Linked DNA regions of Arachis hypogaea: region 1 is linked to region 2. Evidence: chromatin contacts called from public Hi-C data. All regions are on one chromosome and are shown on one strand. Each heading gives the region's core, a stretch centred on a gene start, on an enhancer-like site or on the middle of the called end of the contact. The rest is flanking DNA. Distances are from core to core; before and after follow the strand shown.

Evidence for each region. Hi-C and Micro-C count contacts between places; a contact is called where the count stands out from the background.
Region 1: a contact with region 2 is called in a Hi-C map of leaf, with 2.1 times the contacts expected there. The contact joins the promoter of LOC112736908 here to the enhancer-like site in region 2. A contact is called at or near these places in 2 of 8 Hi-C or Micro-C datasets (both in leaf).

The regions. Positions count from the first base shown.
Region 1 is chr13:7,620,255-7,625,541 of arahy.Tifrunner.gnm2.J5K5, forward strand. LOC112736908 (S-adenosyl-L-methionine:benzoic acid/salicylic acid carboxyl methyltransferase 1) reads left to right here and starts at 3,659. Exons shown (of 4, transcript XM_025786582.2): 1 at 3,659-3,774; 2 at 4,191-4,598. The coding sequence starts at 3,700.
Region 2 is chr13:7,511,496-7,516,819 of arahy.Tifrunner.gnm2.J5K5, forward strand. No RefSeq gene overlaps it. Among protein-coding and RNA genes, the nearest start is that of LOC112732527, 7.1 kb to the left of the region's middle. Within about 2 kb of position 1,431, at least 2 of the 3 cell types and tissues checked have open chromatin away from gene starts, as enhancers often do.

The DNA.
Region 1 (5,287 bases), core at 2,409-4,908, 110 kb after region 2:
ATGAACCTGTAGTTAATATATATGATGTTCCAAAAACATAGCTACAAAGACTATAAATTGAAAGGACATTTTGAAACATAGTTGCAACTTAAAATTGAAAGACGACCTATAACTCGTTAGCCATTATTAATATTTTTAATGGTGTGAAATTACATCTAATAATATGTGATTACTCACTTTTTTTGCTGGTTAAGTGCTGGTCAAATTTTAATAAAAATATTGGCTCCCTAAACTTTCTTATATATATATTCCAGCAGCAAAGGGAAGAAAAAAACATTTATAATTTTTAATAAAGTACTTACTATGTACAGAAATGAAAAAAATGATAAATATTTGTATTTATGTAACTAGTGAAATAATAAATACTTAGTTAATCAAATGTTTCCAATGATACGGTAATATAAGATTAGATGTACGTGTAAAAATAATTTTGCTTTTTGCTTCCTAATATATAACACTGAATAACATATAAAAGGTGCATATATATGGTTTACCATGCACCTTTTATGTAAATTAAAAGAGTAAATAAAGGTGGCTTATTATATGAATAGATAGATTTAAGGATAAATTTCAAGTGTATCGAAAACACCAATATTTCAATTATTTTAATTGTTGATTTTAATTAATATATATTATATATAATTTTTTATAATTCAGATCAACGATTAAAACAACGGAAATAACAGGATACACTTAAAACTCTTCCTAGATTCAAACCCAAAGGATATATAGGAGATTAGGAGTGAGGAAGACATTTTTAATTTTCTGGATTGATTAGCCTCTACCCACTCTTTGCGGACTTAGTTGCTTGTTGTTGGGCTTGGGTTCCATAACGGGCTTTTTATTTTCCTTTGTTAACTAACATCCAAGGCCTCAATGTTGAATTTGAATATTTGCTACTTTGGGTGTTTGGTTAAATTTTTTAAATAAGTTCTTTTGAAAAATGAGTTTAAAATATAAGAACTTTTATTAATAATAATTTTTAAATAAGTTATTTTATATTTGAAAAGTTATTATAAAAATCTTTATTTTAAATTTGTGCATTAAATAGAAATAATAAAATAACTTTTGAAAATAGAAGAAATCACATTTTTTAACTTCTTCAAAAACTCTTAAATAACTTTTTAAAAAATTAAATATTTATTTAAAAAATTATACAAAATACTTTTAATATAATTTTTTATAAGTCAAAAACTGAAAAAAAAAAAAAGTAATTTTTGGAGTTCCAAACGCACCCTATTTCTATTATAACTTCAGGGTACACTCTCTTCCTTATTTTTCGCCAAATCATTGGTTAAAGGAACTTTGTCCCATTATTATATGTCAATTTTTTTTTGTGACTATTATATGTCAATTATGTGTACTCGTTGATACATTTATGACACTTAGATTAATGAAAGAAATAATTTTAATTTCATCAATAAAATTGATAACTGTGCCATAATTTAATTAGAGAATCTTGAAAAGAGACACTACAATGTGATGTATAATATTCCTTTCCAAAAAAAATTAATCGCATTATATATACACAAAAATAAGGTATAAATCACTTATTCATATAAAATATATATAAAAAACATATATTAAAAATATATAAAATAATAATATAAATATATCATGAATGATTTTTTGTGTACGTATTAATTTTTATAGAAAATTGTAGTAATTTGATAAACTATTAAAAATAAAAAGTTGGTTAGGTAACTTTATTGAACTAACCCAATCTTTAATGTATATCAAACTAGTTTATAGATCTCATAGTTTGAATTGATGTTTAAATATTTGACAATAAAAATGATAATGTTTTTCTTAATTTATTATTAATTAAAACATTTTTCTTTTATTTGAATTTTGTACTTAATATTGGAAAAAAACAAACTTCTTGCGACAATGAATGGAAATATAAATATTGGCCGCGGGTTCATTTCTCTCATCCATGATAGGGAGTAATGTACTAAAAATATCTTTGTATCTGAGGGTCAATTATTTATTTCTTAAACTCTTCTTTCTAAAAGCCAGCATGACAAGCAAGTAGGCCTAACCAACGTGCATGCATTAATTAATATGCAGCTGAGGATAGGAAAGTTTCTTAATTCAAAAATATTATTTATATACTAAAATTAACTAATAAAATTAGTCATTAATATATATATATATATATATATATATATATATAATTTAATTTATTTTTAATATATATTTTATATTAGTACTTATTTTTTTATTATTAATTTTAGTGTATACATAATTTAATCTTTCTTAATTTCATGTGGGAAAGGATATATTATATACTAGTATTTTTATTTGTAATAACATTACGGGAATATAATTTTTTTAAAATTACGGTCCACTTTATTCTGAGAGTATAAATGATTATGCATGGCACAAAAAATTTATAAAATCAAACTACTTTACAAAAAAAAAGTCGTAGGTTGACAAAAGTCTCTGGCTAAGAAGACCAAGGTCTCTGTAGATAAAAAATCAAATAACAAAATTCTTAGTTATTATTTTTTTTATGAAAAAATCTAATTTTTTATTTGAATTATATTATTTTGTTAATTTTGTTTTCTATAGAACAAAAAGGTAGAAAAAAAATAGAGAATGGGAGAAAAGAGAGAGAAAGATAAAGATGAAGAATGAGAGTGAGTGTGAGAGTTTGTTAATTTTAAAAAAAAAATTATTTTAATTGTAATAAAAAAATATGGGATGACATATATATTTTGATTTGTCAAATTACTAATATAAAATCTATATTATATATAGAGTGAAAATGGTAGAGAGAAATAGAAAAATGGAGAGAGGTAGATAGATGAGAGAATTTAGGAAGAGAGTTTATTAATTTTGGAAAAAAATATTTTCTTTCAATTTTAATAAGAGAGTGTTATGTGACACATTTGATTATTAAATTAGATAGTAATATATGATACATAATATAGGTATATTTTAATTTCAATTTTAATATTTTAATTTTAATTTTAATACAATTAAAGAATGTCATGTTGTATATTTTGATTGTCAAATTAGTAATTAGTCATTGATATTGATAATGATATATAAAATAGATAGAGTGGTTGAAGGAATGAGAGAGATAGAGAAAGGAAGAAAGAGGAGGGGAAAACTCTTTAATTTTGGAGGAAAATATTTGATTTCAATTGTAATAAGAAAGTGACATATGTCACATTTTGGTTGTAAAATTAGTATGGAGGAGGGAAGAATTCTCCTTAATTTTGGAGGGAAAGATTTAATTTCAATTACAATGAGGGAGTGACATGTGGCACATTTTGGTTGTAAAATTAGTAAGCAGTAAGAAGAATTCCTTAATTTTGGAGGAAAATATTTGATTTCAATTGCGAGGGAGTGATATGTGGCACATTTTGGTTGTAAAATTAGAAATATATAATAGATATGATCGTTTCTAGATTACTATTTTTTATTAATTGTATAAAAGTAATAGATAAAAAAAAGAGTAAATAAATGATGAATAATGATAATTTCATTTAGAAAATAAAAGAAATAAAATTGTGTAAAAAACATATTTAAATCAGTAATAATAATAAATGAATTAAGTGTATGTATAAAATTAAAATATTTATTTAAGTGTACAAATATCAAGAGAGGTGATGAAGCACCTGTATATATATAGATATAGATATAGAAGGGAGATTATCCACAGAAATAAGACATCACTTAAATAGAGGAATGGATGCCCAGCAAGTCCTCCACATGAACAATGGCAATGGAGAAACTAGCTACGCAAATAACTCTAAGTTTCAGGTACCTACAATATCTTTAATTCTCTCTCTGTAAATTTTTACTTATATATATTGTCCTTAGCATTTATTAATTTTTAAATTATCTTTAGTACTTAATTTAATTTAATTCAATTTTACAATATCTAAACTTGCTTACAATCGTTTATATTATATAATCATATTAAGTATATAAAAAGAATTAGTCATTATTATCAATTAATAGTATAAAAATATGTATTTAATATCTTATAAAAAATTATTGTACTACTGTAAAGGAATTTTTTATTATTAGTTTATTATGAATTTAGTTATTATGGTGGCTGATTATATATTTAGTGATTATATATTATAACTGATTTGGTAATTGGTTTTTGAATGTCGACATAGGACAATGTTCTATATTTATAAAAGTAATGAGTATAATTTAATTTTGAGCAGAAAAAGGTAATGGTGACAGCAAAACCCATTCTAGAAGAGAGTATTATGAGGTTATATAGTGTTACTCCTCATCCTTGCTGTTTGAAGGTGGCTGATTTAGGATGTTCTTCAGGACCAAATACACTTCAAGTGATATATGATATCATAAATATTGTTGATATCACTACTTGTAACTTGAATCCTAAGCTACCGGTTTTTCAGTTCTTCTTGAATGATCTGTTTGGAAACGATTTCAATACCCTTTTTCAATCACTTTCTCAATTCTTGAAAATTATAGAAGAGAAGAAGACACATAAATTTGGTCCATGTTTTGTTTATGCTGCTCCTGGAACATTTTACAGCAGGCTATTTCCCAACAATTTCTTACACTTGGTTCATTCCTCTTACAGTCTTCATTGGCTTTCTCAGGTAGAAGCTTTAGTTTTTATAAAAAAATTACTAATATTTTTGCAAACTAAAACGCACAGCTTAGTTGGCTTAACTCACTCTCACATAAAGTTATTGATTTTTAATTTTTAACATTAGTAACTTGATTTTTGAATTTGGGCTAAAAGCAGGTCACTGACTTTAATTTTAATGATGGAATTGGTTACAATAAAATCAGGTATTTTTTATCTATTTAATTTAATATTATTTTATATTTTATTATTTTTAATTTAATTTTTTATATTATACAAAAATATTAGAATATTCAATAAATATTAATATTATTGTATTTTTATAGATTGATAAAACAAATTTACAAATTACAACTTAAGAAGTTTTAATTTTTTTTAAGTTAAGTTCTGAGCCCAAGCAATTATACTTTTTAGCATTATATTTGTCAAATTGGATATATTTTTTTTTAACCAAAGATAGAGAGATTCGAACCCGCAACCTTTTAAGTGAGTATGAAGAGACTATGCCATTTGAATTATAACTCATTGGCAAATTGGATATTTTTTTATTCATTCAATTTAGTACTATTTTATGTTTGTTAGTTCCTCAATTGAATGTTTTTTTAATAAAAAAAAATTAATAAGTATTGGTTATTAATATTGAGAAAGAAATTATTAAAAAATTTAGTTCTTCTGAGTCAATTATTGAGAATTTTAAAA
Region 2 (5,324 bases), core at 181-2,680:
GTCATTACACACGCTTATCTTCTTCTCCTCCCCCATGCCTCCTCTTCTTCTTCTTCCATCATGCGCTTCTTCTTCTTTCAAATACACGCATATGTCATCTCCTCCTCCTCCTCCTTCTTCTTCTACTATTTCGTTATCGTCATCACCAATAATATCAACATTTTGCTAATGAATTATTTTTTCCAATCGAATTGAATGGAATGCAATTGTTAAATTGAATCGAATTGAATTGAATGGACGCAAGTGTTCTGAATCTGAATTGAATTGAATTGAATTGATAATCTCTAAATTGTAGGCAGAGGTGTTTTGAATTTGATTTTATATAATGAATTATGTTTCGTTCATTAAGTACTATACAATTGTTTCACCATGAGTACGTGTTCAGTTCATTCTACACAAAGATGTTTGAATTTGATTTTATATAATGTATTATGTTTCGTTCACTCAGTACTAAATAATTATTTCACCATGAATACGTGTTCGGTTCATTATGCAGAAAGATGTTTGAATTTGATTTTATATAATGTATTATGTTTTGTTCACTCAGTACTAAACAATTGTTTCACCATAATAACATGTTCGGTTTATTTTTGTTTTGCATAATTCAAAACTCTTCCTCCTTACCTTATACTGCTTCTTCACCAGGGAGAGAAGGAGGAAAAGACAAAAAAAATATAGCAGCAACAACAACAAAAGAATTACGATAAGGAAAAAACCCGTGAAGAAGAATAAACGCAAAAAAGAAAGAGGAGAATGAGGAGGAGGAACACGAAGAAGAAGGCGAAGAAAAAGACGATCCGTGCGTAAATGAGCGTGAAAAGAAGAAGCGCGGAGAAAAGAGAAGAAGAAGAGAAGAAGCGTGAGGAAAGAAGAAAGCGGAAAAAGTACGTGATCTAAAATTGCTTGGATGAACTTAAATGCCGAAATTGTTTGAATGTAAAAAATATTTTTGACAATTATCCTAAAAGATAACAAGATTTCTGACAAAAATAATTCGTTATTCTAACGGGCATTTAATAAATAATTAACTAATTAACATGTCGCGCACATTCTATTAACTTAAGAAAGAGATCATTCACAAAAAAAACTAACCAATCTACATAGTTAAAAAAAAAAAATTAAAACCTCGTGATCCTTCAAAAAGGTTATCAAATGACGGGTATTCACTCTTAGGGAAAAAAAAAACACATTGCATCAAGTTACATTATTCCATATAAATAATTTGCATTAAAAACAAATTTGGTATATCCGTATATGGCTTAGCTTCTATTATTGACAATTTGCAATTCCATTTTAAGAAAAGTCCTTTCATAGTTTTGTATGTGTGCATTTTTATTTGTTTTCCAATAAGGACGCATGAGTTGACTTTGTTTAATTTCACGTGATTGGTTGATTCCTGTTAAAGAGTACCACCCGCGCTATTCACATGGCTATGTTTTTTATTTTGTCTATATGGCTCATAGGTTCAACTAGGGTGTGCATCATCCCTCCCGAACATTTGATCTGGTCTGAATTTAATGACTAATTTGATATGATTTTATTGAATTTAAGGTTGGATAAGGATCTCAAAAATAAATTTGGTCATTATTTTAAATTAAATTCGAATTAAGACAAATTTAACTTCACTTGACCCATGAACACCTTAAGAGAACTAAAAAATATATATATGTTTTAAATTAATTTTAATATTATGTTATATTAATTATAAATTTATTATTTTATTTTTAATCAGACTTGTTAAATTAGAAAATATATCAAAGAATTATCAAATTAGAATTTATGAACAGATTCAAATTCAAATATGGATATCAACTTTTCGATAACAAGTTTAGTGCATCATAAATAAGTTTCTATATAAATAAGTTTCTTTATAAATCATTGTTAAAATTTAAAAGATCCAATTTAAACCTAATATAATTGTGGTCCAAAAATATTTATATTTTATTGAATCTAGTATCGAATTATAATCTAAAAATTAGACTCGATATATATTTAAGATCGAATCTAAATCAAAACAAATCTAATTTCACCCGACTCATAAACACTATAAGTCCAACCATGAGTATTACTTCAAAATATACTAAAAGCGTCTGAATGCTGAAGATATGCTATGGCACTCCTAACTATAAAATTCAATTGGTGATGAATTTAAATATGTTATTCAATTTATTATATTTCCAAATAATATCATTGTATTGTATGTGGCCGATGGTTGGCTTACCACATGTAGGCATTGACTTGTATATTTCATTATCGTGCTACTTATTCTTTTATTTTTGAATTTAATTTAAAATCGTTATTGAATTCTATTTTTTTTTTAATTATTTGGTGTGTAATTTTAATTTTTTCTTTGAAACAAAATGAAACGTGTTAGAGCTCAAAAAATTTCATAACATTTCTTGTAACTGGTTGTCTTTGTTATTTGTTGTTTATACTTAAACTATGATTCATGTCCTCTACGCCGAATACCATTGAGTGTATTTATTAGTCTTATTAAACAAAATTGTTAATTGATGTTAAAGAAAAGTTTTGGGTATTTTTTTTATACCGATCTAATATTTAACACGGATTTATTGTTGAAGGTTGCACATGAGAACGAAAAAGAAAATGCAGGGGATAAAAATCAGAGAGAAAAAGGAGTAGAAATGTGAACTTGTATTAAATGATGAATCACACATTTACATAACTGATCTACCTATATTTATACATAGCTGGTTAACTACTGATTAGCATAAATATCTAACTACTCTAATCAGTTTTTTCTAACTAACTATCAGCAGACTCTCTTGTTAAGTAACACCCTCTTTTATGTTTGGAGTGCTGACCCCAAGCTTACTATGGATGTAATGGAAAGGTGCTAGTGGCTTAGTCAAAATGTCTGCAACCTGCTCATGTGTAGAGATAGGTAGCAGAGTAATCACGCCTTCTTGTAGTTTGTCGCGGACAATGTGGCAATCCGCTTCGATATGTTTTGTCCGCTCATGGAAGACTGGTGGATTAGTGGCTATATACACAGCAGACTTGCTATCACAGTAAATGTTCATTGCCATTTGAAGTGGTGCGCCAAGTTCCTGAAGAACATAACTCAACTATTGGACCTCCCTAGTTGCAAGCGCCAACGCCCTATATTCTGCTTCGGAGGAGGAAGCAGCGACTGTGAGTTGCTTCTTGCTCTTCCAACTAACAAGAGATGATTCAAGGTAAAAGCAATAGGCTGAGATCGACCTCCTGGAGTCAGGACACCCTGCCCAGTCCGAATCTGAGAAGCCTGTGAGATTCAAGTCTGATTTGGCTGAGAAGAAAAGGCCAGCAGCTGGGGATCCTTTCACGTACCTCAATATTCGATGAGCAGCTCGCAAATGCTCTGTGGTAGGACAATCCAAAAATTGACTCAACTTTCCTATGGCGAAACTTATATCCGGCCTAGTGTTCGAAAGATAGAGCAACTTCCTAATGATTCTTCGGTATGGAGTGAAATCAGACAGCAGCTCCCCATCACTCTTACTAAGCTTTGCACCATAATCCATTGGTGTTGGGGCAGGCTTGCATCCCTCAAAACCTGTTTCTTTAAGCAAATCCAGCACATATTTTTGTTGATACAAAGCAATTCCTTTCTGTGACCTAGCCACTTCTAAGCCAAGAAAATATTTGAGGTCCCCAATATCTTTGATCCGAAATCTATCATCAAGTATCTTTTTCACATTCTCAATCTCACTAAGATCATCACCTGCCAAAACCAAATCATCAACATAAACTAAGACTGCTGTAAATCCTTTTGGAGTTGATTTTGTGAACAAACTATAATCTGGTTTGCACTGCTTGAAACCCAGCTCCACAAGAACAGATTTGAGTTTTGAATTCCATTGTCTACTAGCTTGTTTTAATCCATACAGTGACTTCTCAAGTTTGCACACTTGCCTTGGCTCTGCATGAAGTCCTTCTGGCACCTTCATGTATACTTCTTCATCCAAGTCACTATGCAGAAACGCAGTGTTAACATCAATTTGTTTCAAGTGCCAGCCTTTCACAGCAGCAAGAGCCAAAACCACTCGCAATGTTCCCAATTTAACAACTAGGCTAAAGGTATCCTTGTAATCAACTCCAGGAACCTGCGTGAATCCCTTTTCAACGAGGCGAGCTTTATGACGTTCCACACTACCATCCGGATGATACTTGACCTTGAATACCCACTTACATCCTATTGCCTTCTTGCCAGGTGGGAGTGAGGTCAACTTCCATGTTTTATTTTCATCCAGAGCAATCAGCTCAGCCTTAATAGCTTCTTGCTAGCAAGCTTGAGATATCACCTCTTCATAGCGCTTAGGCTCGATGTTTTAAATAGCTAATGAGTATGCAAGATGCATGGGAAAAATAGAATGATAGGATAAAAAATCTGAGATAGGCTATCTTTGAAGGTTTCGCATGGTTTTTGAATTTTCATTGATGGCTGTCATACATTTGTAATCTTTCAAGTAAGCTGGTGGTTTTGAAATTCTTGTGGATCTTCTCAGCATAACACGAGTAGGGAGACTAGGTGAATCATGCACCTGTGTATCTAATCTAGGACTTGTGTCTACATTTGTGTGTGATGTATGGTCAGGATTGTCAAAAGCTTCCAAATGATGCATGGGACTATCATGGGGCATTGAAGGTGAGATGTTATCTTTGTCTAGACTATCTAAATGAATACTAGAATGCATAGGGGATGAATGTTGAATATGATTCTGAATCATGTGATCCTGATTGAGTGTATGTGCATTATTGTTTGGATTTGTGATATACAATTGGTCAGCTGAAAATTTTTCATTTGTAAAATTGGTGTTAGTATTTTCAGATTGAGTCTTAGCATTTTCATTTTGAGCCTCAACCTCAGAGTATAGAAACAAATCTTCATAAAATTGAACATCTCTAGAAGTGAAGAATGCTTTGGTTTGTAAGTCAAATAACAGATAGCCCTTAACACCCTCCCTGAATCCAAGATGCAGACATTTCCGTGCTCTTAGATCAAGTTTGGTTCTGTTACGCGTAATAGTATTAGCATAAGCAAGACAACCAAACACCCGAAGATGAAGTAGATTCGGTAGAGCATTGTATAAAACCTAATAGGGTGTTCGGTTGGTCAAGAATGGTGAGGGCAACCTATTAATCAAATAGACCGCATGTTCAACACCATAGCTCCAAAAGATTTTGGGCAGGTGAGAATGAATCATAATGGTGCGAGCCACAGTCAGAATGTGTTGATGCTTTCGCTCAACGATTCTATTTTGCTGTGGTGTCTCAACACAAGATCGTTGGTGCAAAATTCCAAAATTGTTATAAAATGA